Linked DNA regions of Mus musculus: region 1 is linked to region 2. The links are chromatin contacts, called in public HiChIP or PLAC-seq maps. All regions are on one chromosome and are shown on one strand. The core of a region is the stretch at or near the end of the contact, and the rest is flanking DNA. Distances in the headings are between cores, read along the strand shown. Region 1 holds the start of Snx20 (sorting nexin 20). Region 2 holds the start of Adcy7 (adenylate cyclase 7).

Evidence for each region. HiChIP or PLAC-seq counts read pairs in DNA pulled down with a chosen protein or histone mark.
Region 1: a contact with region 2 is called in an H3K27ac HiChIP or PLAC-seq map of microglia, with 8 times the contacts expected there. The contact joins the promoter of Snx20 here to the promoter of Adcy7 in region 2. A contact is called at or near these places in 2 of 39 promoter capture datasets (the C10 cell line and pre-B cells), 1 of 15 datasets of contacts at CTCF or cohesin (stem cell-derived epiblast-like cells), 1 of 484 Hi-C or Micro-C datasets (embryonic stem cells), 6 of 115 datasets of contacts at active chromatin or transcription factors (bone marrow-derived dendritic cells, embryonic stem cells, large pre-B cells and 2 more) and 4 of 9 other capture datasets (adipose tissue, liver, macrophages and 1 more).

The regions. Positions count from the first base shown.
Region 1 is chr8:88,632,967-88,639,059 of GRCm38.p6, reverse strand. It overlaps Snx20 (sorting nexin 20), which reads left to right and starts at 2,932. Exons shown (of 4, transcript NM_027840.3): 1 at 2,932-3,074.
Region 2 is chr8:88,290,370-88,296,499 of GRCm38.p6, reverse strand. It overlaps Adcy7 (adenylate cyclase 7), which reads right to left and starts at 2,296. Exons shown (of 28, transcript NM_001037724.4): 1 at 2,238-2,296; 2 at 1,366-1,473; 3 at 821-928.

The DNA of each region.
Region 1 (6,093 bases), core at 1,683-4,182, 340 kb before region 2:
TAAGAAGGACTGATTTAATCTTGCCAGTCAGAAGGGCGGTGGCCTGCCCAGGGGTACACTGAGTCAGACCTGAACTGGAGCCGCGGCTCCATTCATTTTCTGCATCATCTCACCTGTGCAGTCACACAGCAGTGATCCTCAGAGCACCCTCTAAGTGTGGGTATTGGGCTGAGTGCTGGGACAGGCTACCCATATGAACACAGCTTCCTGCCATTGTGGTGTTTAAGACAATAAGCAAACAGGCATGCCATCCGTGGTAGATGGCATGAAGTCAAGGGCAGGCTGCCTGGAGAAGCAATCCAAAGACAGACAGGAAGCTACAAGCCAGGGGAAAGAAAACCCCATGTGGAAAGACCCTAAAGAAGGGAATTTCCAGAGAGGGAACTCCTGGGCAGGCAAGTCTTCGCACCTCCACCATGCCCACCATGCCCACCATGCCCACCATGCCTACTGTGCTCCAGTGTGCTTCACCGTGGCTGTGCTAAGGGCAGCAAAGGATGCTGGGAGGGGAACAGTGAAGTCAGGAGGGGCAGGAGAGGGTGAAGTTCAGGTTGCCTCTAAATGTGATGGGACATTACCAATGGATCAGAGCAGGAGAGATGCTCTCTGACTTTGGAATCCAGAGAGGGCATCTGACTCAAGATGGCAGACTCTCCCCTTCTTGACTCCATGGTGCCCACCTTTCCTCATTTGGCCTTGGTATTGCCACTGTTGTGAACAGGGATGCCCACTGCTCTGTCCTGGCCCACCATGATCTTCTTTGTTACAGAATGAATATGCCCTCTCAGACCTTGGCATGAAAGTCCTAACATACAATGTGATGGCCCTGACAGGCAGAACCTTAGGAAGTGACTAGATCATGATGTGAAGCCCTTATGGGACTATGTCCCTTAAAAAGGAGACCCCTGAGAACCCTCTAGCCCTCTGCTAATTGTGGGCCATTACAACAAAGAGATAGCCATTAACAAACCAGGAAGCAGGCTCTCACCAAACACTGGATCTGCCATCACCATGATCTTGAATATCCCAGCCCCCAGAACTTTAAGACACAAGCTTGGTTGTTTAAACCACATGGCATAGGGCATTTTGTTATGGCAGCCCAAGTGGACAAGACATAGCCCTTGCCTGTACCCCTCTCCCATCCGCTTCTGGGCTTCAGAGAAAAGCCAGCACCCAGCAGATGACAAAGTCTCCTGGTCACACTGGCCCAGTTGTGTTCCTCCAACAAAATCTGGGCACACCTCCATGTCAGGTGGTTTCCAAAAACTGGGCCCCTGCCCCAAAAGAGGAAGCAGTGACTGTCACACTATTCCCCTGTGGCTGCTAACTGCTGTGATGAGCTCACAGGGTTTGGAGAAGAATGTAGAGCCTGCTGTGGCATCTCACAGATTTCAAGCCTGGGCAGAGACAGGGCAAGGAGCTGGAAAGATGCACGGTAGGAAGAGGAGGGGCAGAGGCACACACCTCTCTGCAACCTCTTGTCTCTTTACCACACTAGGCCCTCTGCCAGGCAACACGAGGCAGAGGCAAATGAGATCCGGCCCTTGCAGCTGGGACTGGCTAGCCAGAGGCACGCCATGCACAGTAGTTCTCTCAAGCTCTTGCCAAAACCAAATTCTTATGGATATGTGTGTTCTTGGTATGATAGTGATGGTGGTGCAGAGAGGCAGGATGTTGTACAGAGTCCTGAGCAGAAAGGCAAACGATGAGGATTTTAGTATGCCCTCAGTTGCCAGCCTCACACGCTCAGCATGACACCATTAAGTGTTCTGTACACCTTGACTCATCATAAGCTTCCTGAGGGCCTGTGGGGTTGAAGCAGATGCAAATGAGGGCGAAACCTCTGTGACAGTGAAAAGCAAGATTGATTTAGTTGAGCATGGTAGACAGCATCTATTCATCACAAGATCCTTTCAGTGCAAATGTGAGCCTCGGGAGGAAAAAGAGATTAAGAAGCACATGTACCCAAAGGAACCCTCTCGGCCTATCTTCAGCCATTAACGCAATTCGATAAAAGACAAAGAAGGCAATGGACTCCAACGGAGAAGAGATGGGTGGGAAATAAGCCTGTAAAATGTCTACCATAATTATCCTTTGTGGGACCCAGTGTTGTAAGCTATGAGGTGACACCCCTGCCCACACTGTAGAATGGCTTCAAGAAGTATTAGCCATGCCAAGGGTAGAGAAGGTACAGCCTGGCTCATTCACAGCCAGGGGAGTGCAAGATGTCCACCTGGGCCGTACCCTAGCCTATCCCATGACCTTTCTGTGTCAGGCACTGGCTCCGCATCCCACCAGCTCCATGCACCAAACCTCAGTTCTCCAGCTTGTCAACAGAACACGAAGGGCCCCATTATGCCTAGCTCATAGCTAGGATAATAACTATTAAAAGAATGTATCCCCAAATCCTCATGTTAGACTGAGATCCCTAACATAATGGGTTTGGGAGGTAGGGTCTTCTGAGAGTTGACTGTCATAAGGACAGTCTTCATAAAGGGATTTATGCTGTAACTGTGAAACTGGGGTGCATAAGGTAAGCTTTCTCTTGTCTGTCCACCTCCTACCATGGCATGTCACATGCGGCAGGACAGCCCTCACAGACACTACCAGTGTGCTCTTGCATGTTCCGGATCCAGAGCTATAAACTAAATAAACTTTCGTGTGTGTGATTTTTTTTCCTTCAGTTTATCGTCTTCTGTCATTGCCACAGAAAAGGACTAAAACAAAGGACTTTGAAATGAATTCTCCAAATGCCAGCTATCGTTCGGGTGTCTAATACGTATCAAGCTGCTTAAAGCTGCTGTGAAGTTAAACTGTCCTCCTGTTGGTGGCCTTGACCCACGTGGCCTGTATGATGTACTGCAGATATTTGTCTAGGAGGTTCAATGTACATCTTTCAGCAACCAATAAGCTGGGGCCCCTGAAGGAGATCACTCAGCCCATTTCCTGTTTTCAAAAGGAGAACTCAGGATTGCGGCAGACATTCAGCCATCTAGTTGGACCTTGCAAAAAGAGATCGGACTGGGGCATGTGACTCTCCTGGACCCCGAACCCACAAAGCCTGAAGATCCCAGGTCAGTCAGTGTTTGACCCCAAGCGTAGCTGGCTTCTGCGCCCTGAGACCCAGTGATGTCCTTGAGAGGCCCTCTAGGAACTCCCTGGGTACTGGTTAGGAGGGACCAAGGGTGGTGAGAGTATGGGCTGTCCTTAGAAACTGGGGCCAAACCCACCTCCAACCTCTAAGCCTGACTCCTTTTGCAATGCCAGGCACTGGTCCTGTTCCTGGGAACAAGTCCAGGCTTGTATTTCTCAAAGGGTGGACCCTGTAGCCGAGTAAGAATCCGGAGCCCACCCCAGCTCTGTCTGGGTGTTGTGGGGTAGGCAGCCTGCTTGCCTTAGAGCTCCTAACACTTCCTCTCCCCAGTCCCAGTGGGGATTCTGATGTGCACACCCAACTGAGAGCGCTTCCAGCGGCAAGCTCCACAGAGAAGCACCCAGGGGTCCCATGGTGCTCAGGGCAGGTGGAGCCTTGGCTGGCCCTTCAATGGAGACCTGAGGAGGCTGCCCTACAAAGAAAGGAGACTTAAACTCAAACTCCCGCAGCCAGGGCTGCCGCTCCCTGTCCTTCCTTTCCTTCCTTCCTCCTCCTCTTTGAATGGGTGCCTCTCAGTTCTTCTGTCTTATGGGCAAGGGCTTTTACTATATTCTACCAGATTTTCATTAGCCACCCCCCACAACCTTCCCCCTGCCCCCGAGAAAGGTGGCCTCGGCTCTACAAGTGGCCCTGTGTATGAAGGAGGAGGACTGAAGAGGGCAGGGCCCCTTGAAGTGGGGAACAAGAGCCAAGGCTCCCGGAAAATGAAGATTGTCATGCACAGAAGATAGTAAGGGGTGGAGGGGTGGGAGCCTGCGACTCTGCTCTGTCCTCTGGGCCAAGTCCAGTCCCAACATCTGCAGTGCTTTGTTCTGATGGCTAGAAATCTTTCCCACTGAGGGTGTGGAGTGATAAGGCAGCCCTCAGAACCCTCTGTCCCCAAGGAGCTTAGCAGCTGGGCGTAGTGGCGCAGGCCTTTGATCCCAGCACTTGGGAGGCAGAGGCAGGCAGATTTCTGAGTTCGAGGCCAGCCTGGTCTACAGAGTGAGTTCCAGGACAGCCAGGGCTATACAGAGAAACTCTGTCTCAAAAAACTAAAAAAACAAAAAACCAAGGAGCTTAGCAAAAGGATCAATTGCCCACAGGGGGAAACTGAGGCTTGGATGTGTTTGGGAAACTGTCAACATATCATCTTTATCTACTTGTCTTTAAATGGGTCACTCCCAGCCTGTCCTGTAAGAGGACAGGAACAGCTTTGGTTGTGGCTTTGAGTTTTATTCTAAGCCTCGGTTTCATGCCAGTTTTTGAATGGTTTACCAGAGCACGCAGCACGGGCACATTTCTGCGGTCTTCCGAAGCCCCATGGAAGAAGTTCCCTGCAGATCTGGAAAGGCCTGGACCACTAGGGCCAGTTCCACAAGCCACCACTCACTTCACAGACAAAATCATAGGGAGAGTACAGAGTGCCCATAGGAAACACTACATCTCCATTCGGTAAAATAGGCCCCCTTGGCATACCTGTAGTCCCAGCCCTAGGGAGGCAAAGACAGGAAGATTATGACTTCCGGGCAGCTTGGGCTACATAGTGAAGCACTATCTCAAAAAACAAAAGCAAGCAAACAAATAAAACCCCCTGTTAAATATGACAGCCTATGGACTACCTACTATCTTGCTTTAGCACTTAGCACAGTGGTTCTCAACCTATGGGTTGTGACCCCCCCCCATAGGGGTCACAGTCAGATATCCTAAATATCAGATATTTATATTAGAATTCCTAACAGTAGCAAAATGACAGTTGTGAAGTAACATCAAAATAATTTTAGGGTTGGGGAGTCACCACGACTTGAGGTATTGTATCAAAGGGTCACAGCATTGGGAGGTTGAGAACTTAGCAGAACATGAGGGACCCATCCCATCAACACTTAACAGTGTGATAAGGCTTATAGCCACCCTTCCCAAAAAAGGAAAGGGAGAGATGGAAAACAGAAGATAATAAATGACGTGCCCAGGGGCTGCAATCAGTCAGAATGGGGGTCATGCCTCCTGACTCCTCCACGAGGCTGAGAGGTTAGCAGGTCACACAAGCTATTGAGTACCCAAGCATATACAGCACTGGTCCAGCCGGGACCCTGTTCTGTGCCTCAGTTTACCCACCTCCTGTCACTGTGAGGCCTGATGGAGGGTTTCTGATGATACTTAATGAACCGCTGATTAGATGCCACTCAGAAAATAGTCCCTTCCACCTGCCATATGAAGAACAGCCCCTGAGGCACAGGCTAAAGCCTCCCCTAGGCCAGACTAACTCAAAGAGAGGATGTGATGACATCATTGCACTTCCTCTTGGTTCCTGTGCTATGATGCTTAATCTTGCCAACTTAACTGGACTTACAATACCCTGGGAGCCGAGAGAAGTCGACCTCTGTGTGCGTCTGTGCGCTGTTTCCGCAGATGACTAAGTTAAGGGGAAGACCCACCCTGAATGTGGATAGTACCATGCCAAAGGCTTGGAGGAAAGAGGAAAGTGTGGTTCAGTGAGCTGGCTTTGCAGGTAAAGCCATTTGCCACTGAGCCTCATGACCTGAGTTGCAGCCCCGTGACCTGTGTGGTAGAAGGAAGGAATGTACTCCTGCAGCTGTCATATGACCTCCATACTCTTCATGAGCTGAGGGACATGCACAGGCATGAGCGAGCATGCATGCGTGCACACACACACACACACACACACACACACACACACACACACACACACACACACACACACACGTTAAAAACAAGGGAAACAAGGGAAATGCCTCTATAAATGCAGGCATGTTCTCTCCGGTCCCCCTCCTCTTCCCTTCCTCTTTCCTCTTTGCTTCCCCGCCACCTGGAGGTGAGCTGCTGTGCTCTGCCCATGTCCTCCCCGCCTCCATGAGCTGAAACCTGAAAATGAACATAATAAAGCCTTCAGCTGTTGATGCCTGGAATTCTGTCAGAAAACCTAACACATGTGCCCAAGA
Region 2 (6,130 bases), core at 1,047-3,546:
CAGTGACTGCGGACCAGGCTGAGGATGCTGCTACGAGCAGGAGGAGCTGACAGGTGACATCCCAAACAGTGCTGGACATTGCCCTATGCCTCTCGGGCTTGCTGACAGACAGGAAGTGTTCTGTGGCCTCTGGACATGGCAAGGAGAAAAAGTGGTCTGCCTTCCTCAGAGCCGCCAGTGTGGGAAACAGGTTGGCTTTCCAGAAGCCACTGCTAACCTTGGCACACACCTCTGTCATCCTAGCCTACAGTCCAAAGCTGCCTGGAATGGCTGAGATTCAAACTCAGGCCTGCCTCACTCCAAGGTCCAGGTTAATATATTCTCTCTCATTCTGGCTGTCTCTCTCTCTCTCTCAATTTGATTTATTACTTTATTTTTAAAATCTATTTTTTACGCGATGCATATGGGTATTTGGCCTTCATGTAGTATGCACCATATGTATGCCTCCCCTGAGGAGGCCAGGAAAGGGCACCTGATATTCTAGAACTTGACCTACAGATGGTTGTGAGATGCCAGGTGGCTGCTGGGAATTGAATCTGGGTCCTCTGGAAGAGCAGCCAGTGCCCCTTACCACCTGAGCCATCTCTCTATCTCCAACTAGTTAATGTTATTTTATGTGTGCGTTTTGCCCGAGAATATATGTATGTGTACCATGGCATGTGGTGCCTTCATAGGTCAGGTGTCAGATCTCCTAGAATGGAGTTATAGATGGTTGTGAACCACCATGTGGGTGCTGGGAACCAAATGCAGGTCCTCTGCTAGAGCCAACAAGTGTTCCTAACCACTGAGCCATCTCTCCAGACCCCAGGCTCATTCTTACCTTTGCACCTGCATTCCTTGACGCACAGGACAGAGCAAGCTAGCCACACATCCACAGGGCCTTATCACGAGGAGTGCTGAGTCGTCTCTCCTCTCCCGTTTAAAGCCCCTATAATACATATGAACAAGTCAGCATTCAACAGCTGTGGGCCTCAACCCTCCTAACACTGCGACCCTTTAATACATACAGCTCCTCATGTCATGGTGACCCCCCAACCATAAAATTATTTTTACTGCTACTTCATAACTGTAATTCTGCTGCTGCTATGAATCATAATGTAAATATTTTTAGAGGTAGAGGCTTGCCAAAAAGGTTGTGACCCACAGGTTGAGAACCTCTGACTTACAGGAGACCCGCTACTGGTTAAGGGGCCTCTCTCTGCACTGCAATAATGAACTTCCTTTAGGAAATGCTAGCTTTGGAGTCTCCCAGACCCAGCTTAGAACTCCTCCCCCAGGAAGTCTCCCCAAGCCATGGTGACACCTCCCCCTTTCTGGCAGTCAGGGGCCCCACTACCAGGGTGGAGAGACCTAACAGGGACCAACCTGACTTTGCCCTCTTGGATGGTGGGAAGAGATGAGGTCAAGGCCCTGTGGCTCTCGTGGGCTCCACAGCTGTCTCCTGGGAGCTTCCAGGTAGAGACATCTTCTTCCCTGGGGAAAGGAGGCAAGAAGATAACTCCTAGTGCCAGAGTGTGACCATGTGCCTCAGTTTCCAGGCCACACTGGGCAGAGAACAAAATTCAAAAAACAGTTCAGCTCCACCTCCCTCTGCATAGCTCCAACGGCCCAGGCATTTCCTCGCCCTCTCCTGGCCTGGTCACTCCAGGGTTCCTGAGCTGTCCTGCTTTTCCAGCAAAGGACTGATAGGTAGAAGTGAGCAGCCTGCCCCACCAGAACCCAGTAGGCCACCTAGGGAGTCCAGCAAGGCCTCTGTCCCAACAGCAAGCTTGAGGCTACTACCCACCTCAGAAGTCTCAACAGCCCACACAGCAAGCACTCGCTGTAGAAAGGCCTCCCTAGCCCAAGGTCCTGAAGGACTCTCTTCCCAGGCTTCCTGAGAGCCCTATAAGGTCAATAGGACCTGTCTGTAACGGGGGAGGGACAGGCCTGAGAGGGAAAAGCCTTCAGGGAAAGCAACCCCTGTGTCACCTAAACCACTGTCTCACCTCCAAAGTTAGACCGGCCCTGGACTCAGAGGCCCTTTCCATAGCTATGTGAAGCATGGGTACCCTCCTTTGGTCTCCCCAAACTTCAGCCTTCCAGAGCTTAGGCTGTAGACTGGACACTAGAGGTTCACACATGGAGCCTTTGTCCCAGCAGGCCCTGCTCCTTAAACCCTGGCCTCCCTTGAGGACAATTTTCCAGGGACCCTTGTACCTGGCCAGAACACCAAGAACCCCAAACCCCTCGCTTACCCCAGCCCAAAACTCTCTCGGCAACTTCTTGGGTCTTCCTGGTGGCTGTGGGTTTTGACTGATTTTGCTTCCCCAAATAAGCCCCGCCCTTTCATCATTGAGTCTGAGTGGCCTGAAAATGCTGCCCATCACCCACCTCATAGCACATCCACTTAGCCAACTCCTCCAGGAAGACCACTTGGTCCCTCCCACCTGGCTTCCCCAGGGCTGCCCTAGCCTGTTACTGCGGGGGTGTAAGGTACCTCCTCACAGGCTGAGCACTGCTCAGCATCTTGCAGGGCAGGCGTGCAGATCCTATGCCACATTGCAATAGAGCCAGCACCCAGTGGGCAGTGTAGGCAGGCCCAAGTGTGGAGGATCCCATCTGACCTCCATAAAGCCACCCTCTAAGTCTACAAGTGCTAAAAGAACGAAGGGATCCACCGCAGCCCCATCACCAGTTCCTCTCTGGACTCCTGCCTTACACCAGGGTAAGGTGCTGAAGCCACAAGAAGCAAAATAACACAGGGTTCCTGTGCAACACATGTGGGGACAGGGGACCCACGTGACCAACTACTAAATGAGGAAAGGAAATGGGAGGGTGGACAAGGTGCCGCCTGTGCTCACAATGGAAAAACAGGAGAGCCTAGAGGTTCAGAGTGCAAGTTCTGAGCTCAGACACCTGGAAGGTGCTGTGTGGCCTAGCCACATTTAGTAACCTCTCTGGGCTTCAGCCTCCAGATACAAAGAATGAACTGGTAGTGGTACCTAACTATTAGGGGCTTCATACAAAAGGCAGCATACCATCAGCAGCACCATGACCTCGAAGGGTCATGCTAGCCTACTCTAAGCATGAGGTTTGCAGCCTAAGCAACCTTGACATACAAGGACCAGAAAGCTCTTCCCAGAGGTATCCATCTTCCTGCCTGCCCACCCCTGCCCACCACCAAGCAGTTCTTCCCCCTGACTCCCCTGGCAGGGAAAGGGATGCAGCCGTGCCCCATTCTGCCCCCCAGAGCCCCTTGGTATCCCCATGCATCTCCCTGGGGCATTTGGTATTTCAAAAGAGGCTGCCTCCCATTAGTTGGGGCCCCATGAGAGCATCACCTCCAGCCTCCTTCCCAGCCAGATGGGGTCCTGGAGATAGGTGTGGGGAGCAGGGGCGGGCTGCCTGTCCCAGCCTCCTGTGATTGATAGCAGGGCCGGCCAGCCTGCCATGGAAATGAACAGACTGAAGCCCAAAGGACAAGGTGACATTCTTAGAAAATGGTGGTACCCAAGTGGGGGCTCCCCTTTTCTGAGGAGAAGGGGAGGGGGACAATGGGGGGGTACTTGTAAGGGTGGGATTGGATCTAGAGGATGTGGGCTGTGATCAGGATGTAAAGTGAATTAAATAATAAATAAATAAATAAATAAATAAATAAATAAATAAATAAATAAATAAATAAAGGAGAGGGACAGACATGTCCACTGGATGGGTCCCGTGACCACCGGATGGGTCCCGAGCCCACATTCTCCTTGCTGAGGGAGAGATACTCGTGTGGTCAGGGCTGTGCCATCCCACAGCACTCATGGGGAAATGCATGCTGGCCTGATCGCTGCAGAGCCCAGTGGCCCTGGGTTGTCCCTCCTGTGCTTCAGAGCCCTGTGCTTCTCCCTGCTCAGCCTGGGGAGCTGATGTAAGTCATCAGTGACGTAAGTCAACTGACCCCAGGACATGAGACTAAGCCACTTCCAAGGTAGGTAGCTGGGCCTCAATAGGGCACTGAGGGCCAGATGACAATCCAGGCTCTAGAAGCATCCATCACTGGCACCCTTCCGACCCTTCAGAGAGAATTGTGCTCCGCAGATCTCAGCCGGCCATTATGTAAAGGGGGCATAAGCTCCTTCCTTCCAGGAGCCAGGCCTCTGTCATGGCCACTTTGTAAGGACCAGCTGGGTGCTGATGTCCAGGGAGAAAGCAAAGAAGGTGGCCCTAGCGATTCAGAAAGCACTGCTGAGAAATGGCCTACAGTAGCCGAGATTTCAAAGAGGCAGGGAATTCCTTTTAGTGGCCAGCCCTGGGTGGGGGTGAGGGACAGGGATGGACACAGGAGAGGGCATAAGAAAGATGTCGGGAGGTTGCCCACAGAGACAGGCAGACACATGGAGCTGCCCTCTTGGTGGAGCCTAGGACTCCTGAAAGGGCTCCCCTCAGAGGAATGCCAACCAGGTTAAGTGCTGTAGTGTGTGCGGCATGGAGGCTGCATGGATGGGCAGAGAGACTGCACAGACAAGCAGCAGGGGAGTGCCAAGCCAGTGCTGTGAGCAAGTCAGAGGGCTGGCTAAGAGTGGACACGAAGACAGGGAGACCTGGGAGGCTGACAGGGATCACATCTGACCTCTGCAGAGGAGAAACTAACCATACACTGTTAGAAGTCTCAATACTGTGAACCTCCTACTCGGTCCAGGCTGGCCACCCCATCCTGTGCTGAGCACAGGGCCTGGGCCAAACCAACACCCGGGGCCACACTACATACATCCTGCAAAGACAGCAGATGACAGCAAGAAAGCTCTGTTCTAAGTATCCCTGAAGAAGGCCAGCTAGGGAAATAGAACAGTGACCAGGCTGCTGCCCATTCAACCCACCAGCATGTCCACCTAGCAGAGGACTCGAGGGACAACAGACCCATCAGCCAGGGTGGGTCTGAACCAAGACTGGTGAAGGCCAGCCACGACGCGATGCTGAAACCCTGAGCAGCAGCGGGTTGAGCCGGATGCCTGTGGCTAGCCAGAAATGCTGTGGCACACATTCCCCTCCCCAGGGCGTCAGGGCAGAAGGTCAAAGGACAAGAGCAGAGCCCATGGACCATCCCTCCCCCAAGCTACAGTGGAAGATGATGCTATACAAGCTGACCGTCAGAGTGTGTATCAGAACCTCATATTTACCTCCGGGGCGCCATCAGCTCCATCTTACAGATGAGAAACCGGAGGAACAAAAGAGACCAACAAGGGACATGGACTGTCCCAGAATTACCCACTGGCTCTGCCTACCTTCATTGCCTATCTCCCACCCAAGGCAAATGGGAACCCTATGCTATAACACCAGCACTAGGGACCAACATCAGATGGTCAGGCATATATATGGAAAGTCCCATGTCACCCAGCCATCTCACAGTGAGTCCAAAGATAGCAGTCACACTATGCGCAGGCACCTCTCTTCAAGGAAGCTCACCACTGTTAGTGCCCCCACACGTCCACAACAGTTCTCTCCTTTGACCCTGTACCTTACCAGAAAGGACTGGGTGTCCTGACCCCACCCCTACCCTCCAGCATGGTGGCCCACTACCCTTAGGTAGTGGATGGGAGGAGGGGAGACTCGATCCAGGAGTACACACACCCCATCCTCGGATTCTTCTGTAAACTGGGCAGTGAATGGCTTTGACCATGTGGGCAAAGAGGGTGAGGGTGTTCACATGTCCTTCAGACAGCATCAAGCTGGCCTCTGTCTTCCTTCCCAGAGAGGCCTTTGTCTGTCACCGCTGTCTTCCCCTTACCACGTCCACCTCCATTCCCTAGAGCCCCAGGGCCAAGTCCTAACATGGAGACCTTTCAAAGCCGCTTCCAACTCTCATAGTGTGGCGTTTCCTCCTTCCAACACAACCTTCCGCCTTCCCTCCTCATGCAGACCCCTGGTACAGGGAGCTCCAGAGCACACAGCACTCCACAGAGATGAAAAGACCTCAAAGCTGAACTTCCTGCAGCGTGCTGGGTTTCAGACTTCCTCTGAAACTCAGCCCTCACCACTGCGGTCTCTGCTCTCCAAGACAATAACACATCTCATGCCAGATTCAGTATCTTTCTACATTTTATTTTCTGTCCCCCAAAGTCACTCAAACGTTAAATACTTAATTCTTAAATGTGTTTATTCGCCT